3 separate regions of the Sus scrofa genome follow, and all the other regions are linked to region 3. The links are chromatin contacts, called in public Hi-C and HiChIP or PLAC-seq maps. All regions are on one chromosome and are shown on one strand. The core of a region is the stretch at or near the end of the contact, and the rest is flanking DNA. Distances in the headings are between cores, read along the strand shown. Region 1 holds the start of STT3A (STT3A, catalytic subunit of the oligosaccharyltransferase complex). Region 2 holds the start of EI24 (etoposide-induced protein 2.4 homolog). Region 3 holds the start of TMEM218 (transmembrane protein 218).

Region 1 (2,700 bases), core at 200-2,699, 420 kb before region 3:
GACTTATACCCACTTTCTATCAGCTGTCTCAAAGCATCTCTGTAATTGACACTGCTGATTTAAGCCACTGATCCCAGAGACAGCTCATGGAACCAGATGACAATCCAGAGGGAAAAGAAGACAACATTTTCCTACTAAAGTAAAAAATGATCAGGCTGGCAGGGGGAAAAGGCGGGGCTAGATTAAAACTAAATATTGAGGGAAACAGTCTGTAGATCATTCAGAATGGTGATCTCTTGATGGATAAGGTTTACTATTAGCAATAATTAGGAGGTTAGCTCTTTATGTCGAAGAGGGCTCTGCCTTCTTAAACCACAAGCTGGTCAAAGGCTAAGTGACAAAGAATCTAATATTAAAGGATACGAAACACTGTACAAGACGCCAGCGGGGACAAAAAGGAACCTGGACCCCTTCTGATCTTTTGCCCCACTATTACTAGAGAAGAGGAGGGAAAAAAAAAAAACACTGGACTAGGCGAAAGGCATGAAGAAGCAACATGCTCCAACAGTGAAAAGCCAAGCATCTTTTCCAAAGTTAACTGTCTCAGAGGAGCAGTTTTAACATAGTTTTAATTATAACCCCAAAGGAAAACCTTATCTTGCAACCAAATTAAATACCTAACTCAGGAAGTCAACAATCCAATCACATCCCTCAGGATAGTACTTGTCTTCTCCAACGCTTGAAATAGCAAAACTCACCACCACTGAGTAGATTTGAGCCATAGGCCTAAAAGAGTAAGGGAGTAAATGAGAGCACAAGAACCTCGACCTGAAAACTGAGTAAAAGGAGCTGGTAATTTAGGCCAGGACCCTAAGGGAGTTTCCATACTGTGCTCTCTGGTCTTGTTCGCATACCGCTAAAGCGATTAAGGGCAAAGACTTTTCTCAAAACACTTAGCATATGTTCTCCACCTCACCTGCGCCTGAAAGCGCTGGCCCCCTCGTCCCACCCTAGTTCTAGTTCCGAAGACTGCAACTTGCCCACCCCGTTTGCCTACACACTTTCTCACACTCCCCCCCCCCGCCCTCCTCTACTTCAGGTCCCTCCTCCCCCGGTCTCCCACCTTCAGAAAACGCAACACCTCTGACACCACCCACCGAGGGACACCCCACCACCTCAGCATCCTAAGCGCCATCCTTCCAGGGACTAGTCTCCGGGTGCGATCTTTCCCACGCCTTCCTTAGCTTAAGCGCACGCCCCATCCCAGACCCTTACATCCTTCCATTTCAGGATGTCCCCACACCACGCCCCACGCCCCCTCCTCTGCAAGGTCCTAGATTCTGCTCCGCGCCCATACCCCCCGCCATTAGAGCCCCATCCATGCACTTCGTTCTGCCCCACAAACACCTTAGACTGCACTTGCCGCTAATTCTTAAGTAATACTCTAGGGCCTTCTCACCTGTCCCGCGCTCCTCAGGAGTCCGTTCGGCTCGCTCTGCCATCCGTTCACCGCGCACCCAACCTTGGTAGCACCAAGTTGGCCTCCCGGTCCGCTTCCCATTGGCTGGCTCAGGGCCAATATGACAATTGATGAGAGCGATAGGGTCATAGAACTGTCTGTCAAACTCGGAGGCGTGGACAAAACCGCACTCCCACTTCTTAAGTGGTCTATGCAGAAATCACTTAGGATCGAGAAGGCGGGACCTCGTACAAGTGCCGAGCAGTGATAGGTCCGCTTGTGCGAGCGTGGGCGCAGAAGAAACCGCTCAAAGCAGTTTGGTTGAGAGCTGAGCAGTGACGTGTCAGTCCGAGGACCGCAAAGGAGTCGCGGGCGGAAGGTGCGGACGGTTTAGCCCAAGTCATGTGACCAGAAACGGAAACTACGCCAAGGAATAAGCCAAAACTACAAATCCCAAAAAGCCGTGCTAAGATCGCGCTCCTCCTTTTCTGAGAGTTTTGTTTTTTAAAGGTAGAAACTGTTACCTAATATAAGATTAAAGAAGAGGAAGGAAACACTTCCCACCTACTCTCAAAGAAACTCAAATGCTTCCCGGGCCAGACCGTTACATCTTGTACAGGATCTCTTGACTTACAGTTCTCTCAAGAGCTGTTTTTGAAGATGCTCCCGGAAAATGTGATGGACCAGAGCCCTGACAAATTTTACGAGGCATTTACCTCTCTTAAGCCCGACCTCGGGAGTAAGCACGCCAAGGCCAAAAGGATCGTCGAAGTTTGGTTGGAAGATTCTAAGCCACAGACTGAGTGCACCAACCCGCGGAGGCGGTCCTCCCATGCATGCGACAGGCTTCCTGGAATCAGCCTGCAGACCTGCGGTACTTTGTCAGCTCACCCTTTGTAAGTTACGTGCTCGTGGAAGCTGCTAACTCGCCTCAGTTCTCCCTCTGTCCACTCACAAAGAAAAGCTACTGAGGGCAGGGAAGGGGACGAAGTTCCAGCAGCCAGCTCCATCACCTCTCAGACACGCACTCCTACTTCCTACACACCTCTGTGAGCAAGAGCTACACCAAATGAAATAGGAGCATCCGGCAACTGTTCAAATTTAGCGCCAGTGTCACTCATTTCTCTTCACAGTTACTCTGAATGCGGCCGACCAAATTTATTGAAAGCACATTAAATCACTGCTTCAAAATCACGTGTATGTTTCAAAATTCACATGACCAGGTTCACCCCAGGACGTTATGATTCAGAAGATCTGCTTTTTCCTTTTGTATTTGTGTTAAATGTAATTTTACTAACAAA
Region 2 (2,979 bases), core at 224-2,723, 400 kb before region 3:
AGTTTCTAAAGATTATCAGGGATTCTAAAGATTATCAGGGATTCATTCTTTTCCAGCTGCTTCCTCATCTGTAAATTAAAGGTATTAAAAATTCTTCATGGGTTTTGAGTATAAAGCTCAATAACGTGAAAATAAAAACTTAACTTCTATAGAAACATAATCCCACTACAGAATGAGCTAGTTTGGGAGTTTAAGGAAGCCAGTTACTTAGTCTGGATTTCTCACAGGGCACTGACAGTTTGAGAAACGATGGTCCTAATCCAAGGAGAATAGCTGTGTTATCTGAACCATGGCCATTAACACCTGGCTTCTGCAAAGTACCAAGTGGAAGGTTACCTACTGACAACTGTGGCCTTTGAAGGACAAGTCACTTCGATTTTATGTGAAGATTCTAGCAGCCTTCCTACAGAAATATTTGGTCAATGATCCGGTTTGACAAAAAGCTGAGGCATGGAGAAAAGCAACCTGCCACAATTTGAGACCAGACAAGGAGGGAACCATCCAACTACGGTGGAAGGAAACCAGATGCGCTTGGTCCACATCGTTTTACAGAGGGAGGAACCGAGCCTCTGAAGTTAAATGGCTTGCCCAAGATGACAACACGTCAAAGGCTACAGCGAACGTCAAACCCTCGGCGTTCTAACCCCTCAATCCGGTCATTTTACTCAAGCTCTGCAATGAGGATTTTTGTTTAACTCGAGCATCCCTTGGACAAAAATGTCTCTTAAGCCTGTACATGAGGCTGGCCGCTAAATTCCTACAACAGTCATGAGAACTTATTAAGCATCTACTGAGGAACAGCCCTGTACTTTCATTTCTAAGTCGCTAAACCCAAGCGCGGAAAGCAAGAGGCTGTCAGATCCCTACTGCAGGTGCACTAAAGGTAAGCATCTTCACTTCCCACCAGGCTCCCGGGACTGCTAAGAGCCCAGGGGTCCCCATGGTCCCTTCAGACCGGTCTTCCCCCGCAGCTACTTGGCAATTCCAACTGGAAGCTGGGCTCCCTCCGCAGCCACAGTCGTGCACGAGGCGCGGGGCACGCTCATCTCCCATCATACGGGAGCTAAAGATAGCCGCGCCGCACCTGGGAAGAGGCTTGCCTATGGCTGCGGGCTGTGTCCCGCGCCCCGGCCCTACCCAGACGCCGCAGCAAGGTTCCCTCCAAGGGTCTTCTCCCGAAGTCCCTGTCCGCACCTCTCGGCCCCATACCCGGGCCCTGCTGCCCTCACACGCCCTCACTACCCCCTGCCACCCCTACTACGCATAGAATGAGCGGCGCCAGGGCCTGGCTCCGCCGAGCTGCACTTACCCCGCAGCTTCGCCGCCACGGCTCTGGCTCTGTTCCTCGCCCTCCGCAGGCCCACTCCGCTTCTCCGCGCCTCTCGGCGCCCAGCCGCCAGCTCCCGCCCGGGCGCTCCCAGGGCCGGGGCCGCTGTGCCCGCACTGGGCATGCCCGGGCCGCACGGGGCCGCTGGGAAGTCGGGAGGGAGCCGAGTCCAGCAGCCTGGGCGAAGGGGGCGGGGCCTCGAGGGCGACGGAGCCTGGGAAATGCAGTCCTTTCACCGTGCCCGCCAGATCCGCGCCGCTTCCTGGGAGGCAGTTCACCCGCCGAGGTGGGATGCCATCCTTTCTGATAGCATGTCTTGTGCTTTGCCCTCTCCCATATATTCCCCAGGGCTGCTTGTTCTTCTCTTTTGAAGTCTAACCACGGAACAATATAATGCAGAAGTCATCTTGGTCTTTTTTCTTGGAGATTTATTAAAGTAACCAAAGGGTAGTAAGCCATCAGGTGTTTAAATCAAGCTCACTGAATGAATAAGAATACAGTGATTAAGAATAGGTCAAGCCGCCATGCCCTCGGCTACATAAGGCATGTACTCTGACAGCAAAGTGTTGACTGAGTTAACAAGGGTAAAGCAAAGAGAAATAAAACTGTTTTCCATCTCTATTCCCACCAGGCCGTCTCTACCCCAGGGACAGCAATTTCTTGATACTGAACCATCAAGTCTCACATATAAACTTTTTCTCCCCTGTTCCCAGCTTTCTGTATCTCACTCCCCATTTCTTCTTTCCACTTCTATTTTCCTTCACCTCTAGCTGTGCTTAGACTTGCTACCCCTAGGGCCACTTAAAGAATCCGGTTTTTACAGCTATTTAGTATAGTCTTACATAATGTAAGCTCAGATGTGAACTAATTTACTCAAAGTCAGTGGCAGAACAAATACTCAGGCATCCTAACTCTCTTCTCCCTGGGAAAAGATCTATGAATATCCACTCAATTTTCCTTTTGTTATAAGTCTATTGCTTGATTTACACAATGACTAAAGTCATTACAAAGAGGAGACATTCCTAAACTTCTTTTTGGCCCCATATTGAGGCAGAATATTAACTCAGGTAGTCGGTGTAGGAGCATGGGCTTCGATGCATTCTTTGATATGGCCACTGATTAACATTTGTGGCTTAAGGGCTCCAGGGAGTTAACATCTCCACACACCTTGTTTTATTATAAGAAATGCGCATTCCCCACAGATTTTGCTATAGAAAATGTGAGTCTCAGCCCACTCTTCAACTGATAAAAAAGGAATGACGAATGGTGAAGGAAAAGGACAAAAAAAAAGCCCATGGAACTTTCTGGACTTTTCCAACCTCAAAAGCCCTATCGGACAAAGACTGATATAGGTAATTCGAACAAGGCCAATGGGAGAAAACCACATCTTTCTGGAGCCCACTTTGGTGCCCCTCCCCACCTTTAACAGATAAAATCCCTATAGGACAATAGAGAAAGAGGGCTTTTCTCCCCTCTCCCAGCTGTCCTGGAGGCTATTTGCTTTTCTGTTTTCTCTTTTTTGTTTTGTCTTTTTGCCATTTCTTGGGCCTCTCCCCCGGCTCATGGAGGTTCCCAGGCTAGGGGTTGAATCGGAGCTGTAGCCGCCAGCCTACACCAGAGCCACAGCAACTCGGGATCCTAGCTGCGTATGC
Region 3 (2,813 bases), core at 186-2,685:
ATATTTCCCTCAAATAATTCAAGTGAAGGAGTGTTTTGAAAACTACAATGCTCTGCAAATATGTAGTAGTATTATTACCTTTGGAGAAAATAAATTATAAATTAAGTTTGGCACCATTGTCATATCTTGCTTTAAAGTACTTCCTAGTTGTTTCATATGCTGTTGACGTTTGCAAACCACAGGCTATTAAGCCAGGAATCACATCGTATTTCTTTCGTATCCTCAAAGTCCCTACCAGCGCTTAGCTACAGTTAACACTCAACTCCAATGAAATGAATTAATCAAAACAATGGCTTTCTTAACCACAGAACCCCTCATTGGGCCAAGTAAGGCTAAGCTGTTAAACATATAAGAAATCGTTGGTTACTATACATGACTGCAAATTAAACCTTGAAAGTAGATTAAATTTGAGACATACTTTAGTGGACTTCAACCATCTTCTTCCATTTCATTCATAGAGCTGTGATTCAGGAGCTGAACTCCCTAAATGAACGATTCAGTGTTCCAGGATTGAATAGTTTGTTTTATGATGTTTCAAAATTTTGTGTAAAGTCAGAGGTTGCAAAACTGCAGCTCTCAGATTGGCATCATTTGATTTTAGTCTGTTCACTCTTCCTGATTCAGCAATGAAGCATGCATCCCATGTCTTTTTCCTTTAGATGGCTTGATTTACTGATCTTTTGGTTTAATAGGCTAGAGCCTCAGAACAACATGGCAAGTTTTAGTTTGCAGTTAGGCAAGAGCAGTTTGCTAAAAGCATGGACCAGCACCAGTTCCGGATGCCTGGCGGTGTAGTTACAGAAGATTTACTTGATTTGACTCTGGCTCCCCTTCCCCGATCTGTCTCTTGAGTAGAACGACCCTTGCCCCAGTGTATGTCGTAACGCTAAAGGAAGAATAATGCCAAATACAATAGGCCAGGTAAGACTAAATGAAAACGTGATGTTATTACAACTAGGGCTTCAGACTTGGTTCTCTCCAGCAGGGTTGTTAGTGACTGATGACTGAGCCTGACCCCCTTTCTGAGGCCGAATTTGACTTGCCCGCAAATACTGCGGTCCACCACAGCCAGGAGATCGGGAAATGAAATGCCCATTAGATTCCGGAACAGGCACTGAGGTCTAGAACGGGAGAAAGGGTTGCCAGGACTCTCCGTCTCACAGCCCGGCGGTGCTGTCTCCATGGTAACAGCGAGGAATGCCGGGAAAACGGCTCTCTTCCGCCCAACAACCCGCCCTCAGGCTAGACTGACCAATGGTCCCGTGGGTTACCACAAGAATGGCGTGATTGACAACGGGATGGGACGAGAGTAGGGAGCCAAGACTGCCTCTATCCAATCGAACTTGAGACCGGTCACAGGACCAAAAGGCACCGACCAATCGGAAGGCGTAACGGAGGGAGACGTGCCCACCCACCACGTTCCGCGTTGCCTGGAGCCGCGAGGGGCGTAAGCAAATGAGGGGGAAGTTGGGCGTTGAAAGAGCGGCGTTGATTAGCGAATCTGGAATCACCTGGATGAAAGTCCACTTGTGATTCGTCACAAGTAGATCAAAGCCTTTGTGGGCTGGAACTAGCCGGACTGAGAGGTGTGAGTAGAGGACCCGGGAGACTGGGAGCCAGGTGAGGGGGGTGGATATGAGGAAAGTGGGGCCCGCCGCGAAGAAGAGGGAATGGCAGGGCTTGGGTCTGGGGCTGAGGAGGCTGGAGGAAGGTGTGGGCAGATGGCGTTGCAGAGACCTCTCACACTACCCTCACTGCCGATCTGGACTCAAGGCCCAGCGGCCAATTAATGCTGAATTGGAAGCTGAGAAGGAAGGGATGTTTTATTTTTCATGCCCCTAAGAAAGTGAAGTGGCAGTACCTGATTCGAAATACCTTGTGACCTAAGTCTTAATCTCTGTCCCAACTGCTGGGAGGTAGCTGGGCGACCATTCTGAAGATGAGACGGGGGCACTTTTTTCTTGCCGCCCGTTTGAATCAGCTACAGGGCTGGGGGATCAGCGTGTTAAGAGATGATGCCACATCAATGGCGTTTTGGTAGCCTGGCAATTGATTTTTCCCAGACTTGCATTTTGTTTAACTGCAAAGGCAGAGGCATTATCCAAATATTTTAAAATTCAAACCGTATTGAAGTGTTTAAAGTTAAAAAAAAAGGGTGCGAGAGTATTCCCCACCCCCACCCCAGGTATTTTTGAAGGTAGGAAACAGCTATAAAGGAAAACGAAAAGGAATCCTCCAGAAGAGAAGTTCACCCTTGTAACCCCCTGTTTTCTTTTTAATTTTTTTTAGATTTGTTTTTTATTGAGGTAGCATTGGTTTATAATACTGTGTTTCATGTGTACAGTGTTGTATTTCTACTTATATATGCCCTACAGTGTATTCACCACCAGAAGACACCATACGGTATTTGTCTTTCTCCATCTGACTTAATTTGACAACATAATACCTTCAAGATCCATCCGTGTTGGCATGGCAGGATTCTGTCTCTTTTTAATGGCTCAGTATTCCATTGTATATAGACACCTAACTTCTTTATCTATAATCTGTTGATGGGCATTTGGGTTGTCTCCATATCTTGGATATTGTCAGTAATGCTGTGATGAACATAGGGTTGCATATATCTTTTTAAATTAGTGTTTTCATGTTCTTTGGATAAATACCCAGGAGTGAGATAGCTGAATCTTAATCTTTTTTGTTTGTTTTTTAGTTTTTTTTTTTTTTTTGTCTTTAGGGCCACACCCAGGGCAGACAGAGGTTCACAGGCTAGGGATCCAATCAGAGCTGTAGCTGCCGGCCTACGCTACAGCCACAGC

The links. A called contact is a pair of places that touch in the nucleus more often than the background predicts. HiChIP or PLAC-seq counts read pairs in DNA pulled down with a chosen protein or histone mark.
Region 1: a contact with region 3 is called in a Hi-C map of skeletal muscle, with 6 times the contacts expected there. The contact joins the promoter of STT3A here to the promoter of TMEM218 in region 3. A contact is called at or near these places in 1 of 5 promoter capture datasets (liver), 3 of 47 Hi-C or Micro-C datasets (heart right ventricle, liver and skeletal muscle) and 1 of 2 datasets of contacts at active chromatin or transcription factors (alveolar macrophages).
Region 2: a contact with region 3 is called in an H3K27ac HiChIP or PLAC-seq map of alveolar macrophages. The contact joins the promoter of EI24 here to the promoter of TMEM218 in region 3. A contact is called at or near these places in 1 of 47 Hi-C or Micro-C datasets (heart right ventricle) and 1 of 2 datasets of contacts at active chromatin or transcription factors (alveolar macrophages).

What each region holds. Positions count from the first base shown.
Region 1 is chr9:52,725,638-52,728,337 of Sscrofa11.1, reverse strand. It overlaps STT3A (STT3A, catalytic subunit of the oligosaccharyltransferase complex), which reads right to left and starts at 1,449. Exons shown (of 18, transcript NM_001243852.1): 1 at 1,400-1,449.
Region 2 is chr9:52,703,054-52,706,032 of Sscrofa11.1, reverse strand. EI24 (etoposide-induced protein 2.4 homolog) reads right to left here and starts at 1,473. Exons shown (of 12, transcript XR_002335716.1): 1 at 1,310-1,473.
Region 3 is chr9:52,301,388-52,304,200 of Sscrofa11.1, reverse strand. TMEM218 (transmembrane protein 218) reads left to right here and starts at 1,435. Exons shown (of 4, transcript XM_003130031.4): 1 at 1,435-1,588. It overlaps PKNOX2 (homeobox protein PKNOX2), which reads right to left and starts at 1,179. Exons shown (of 14, transcript XM_021063090.1): 1 at 419-1,179.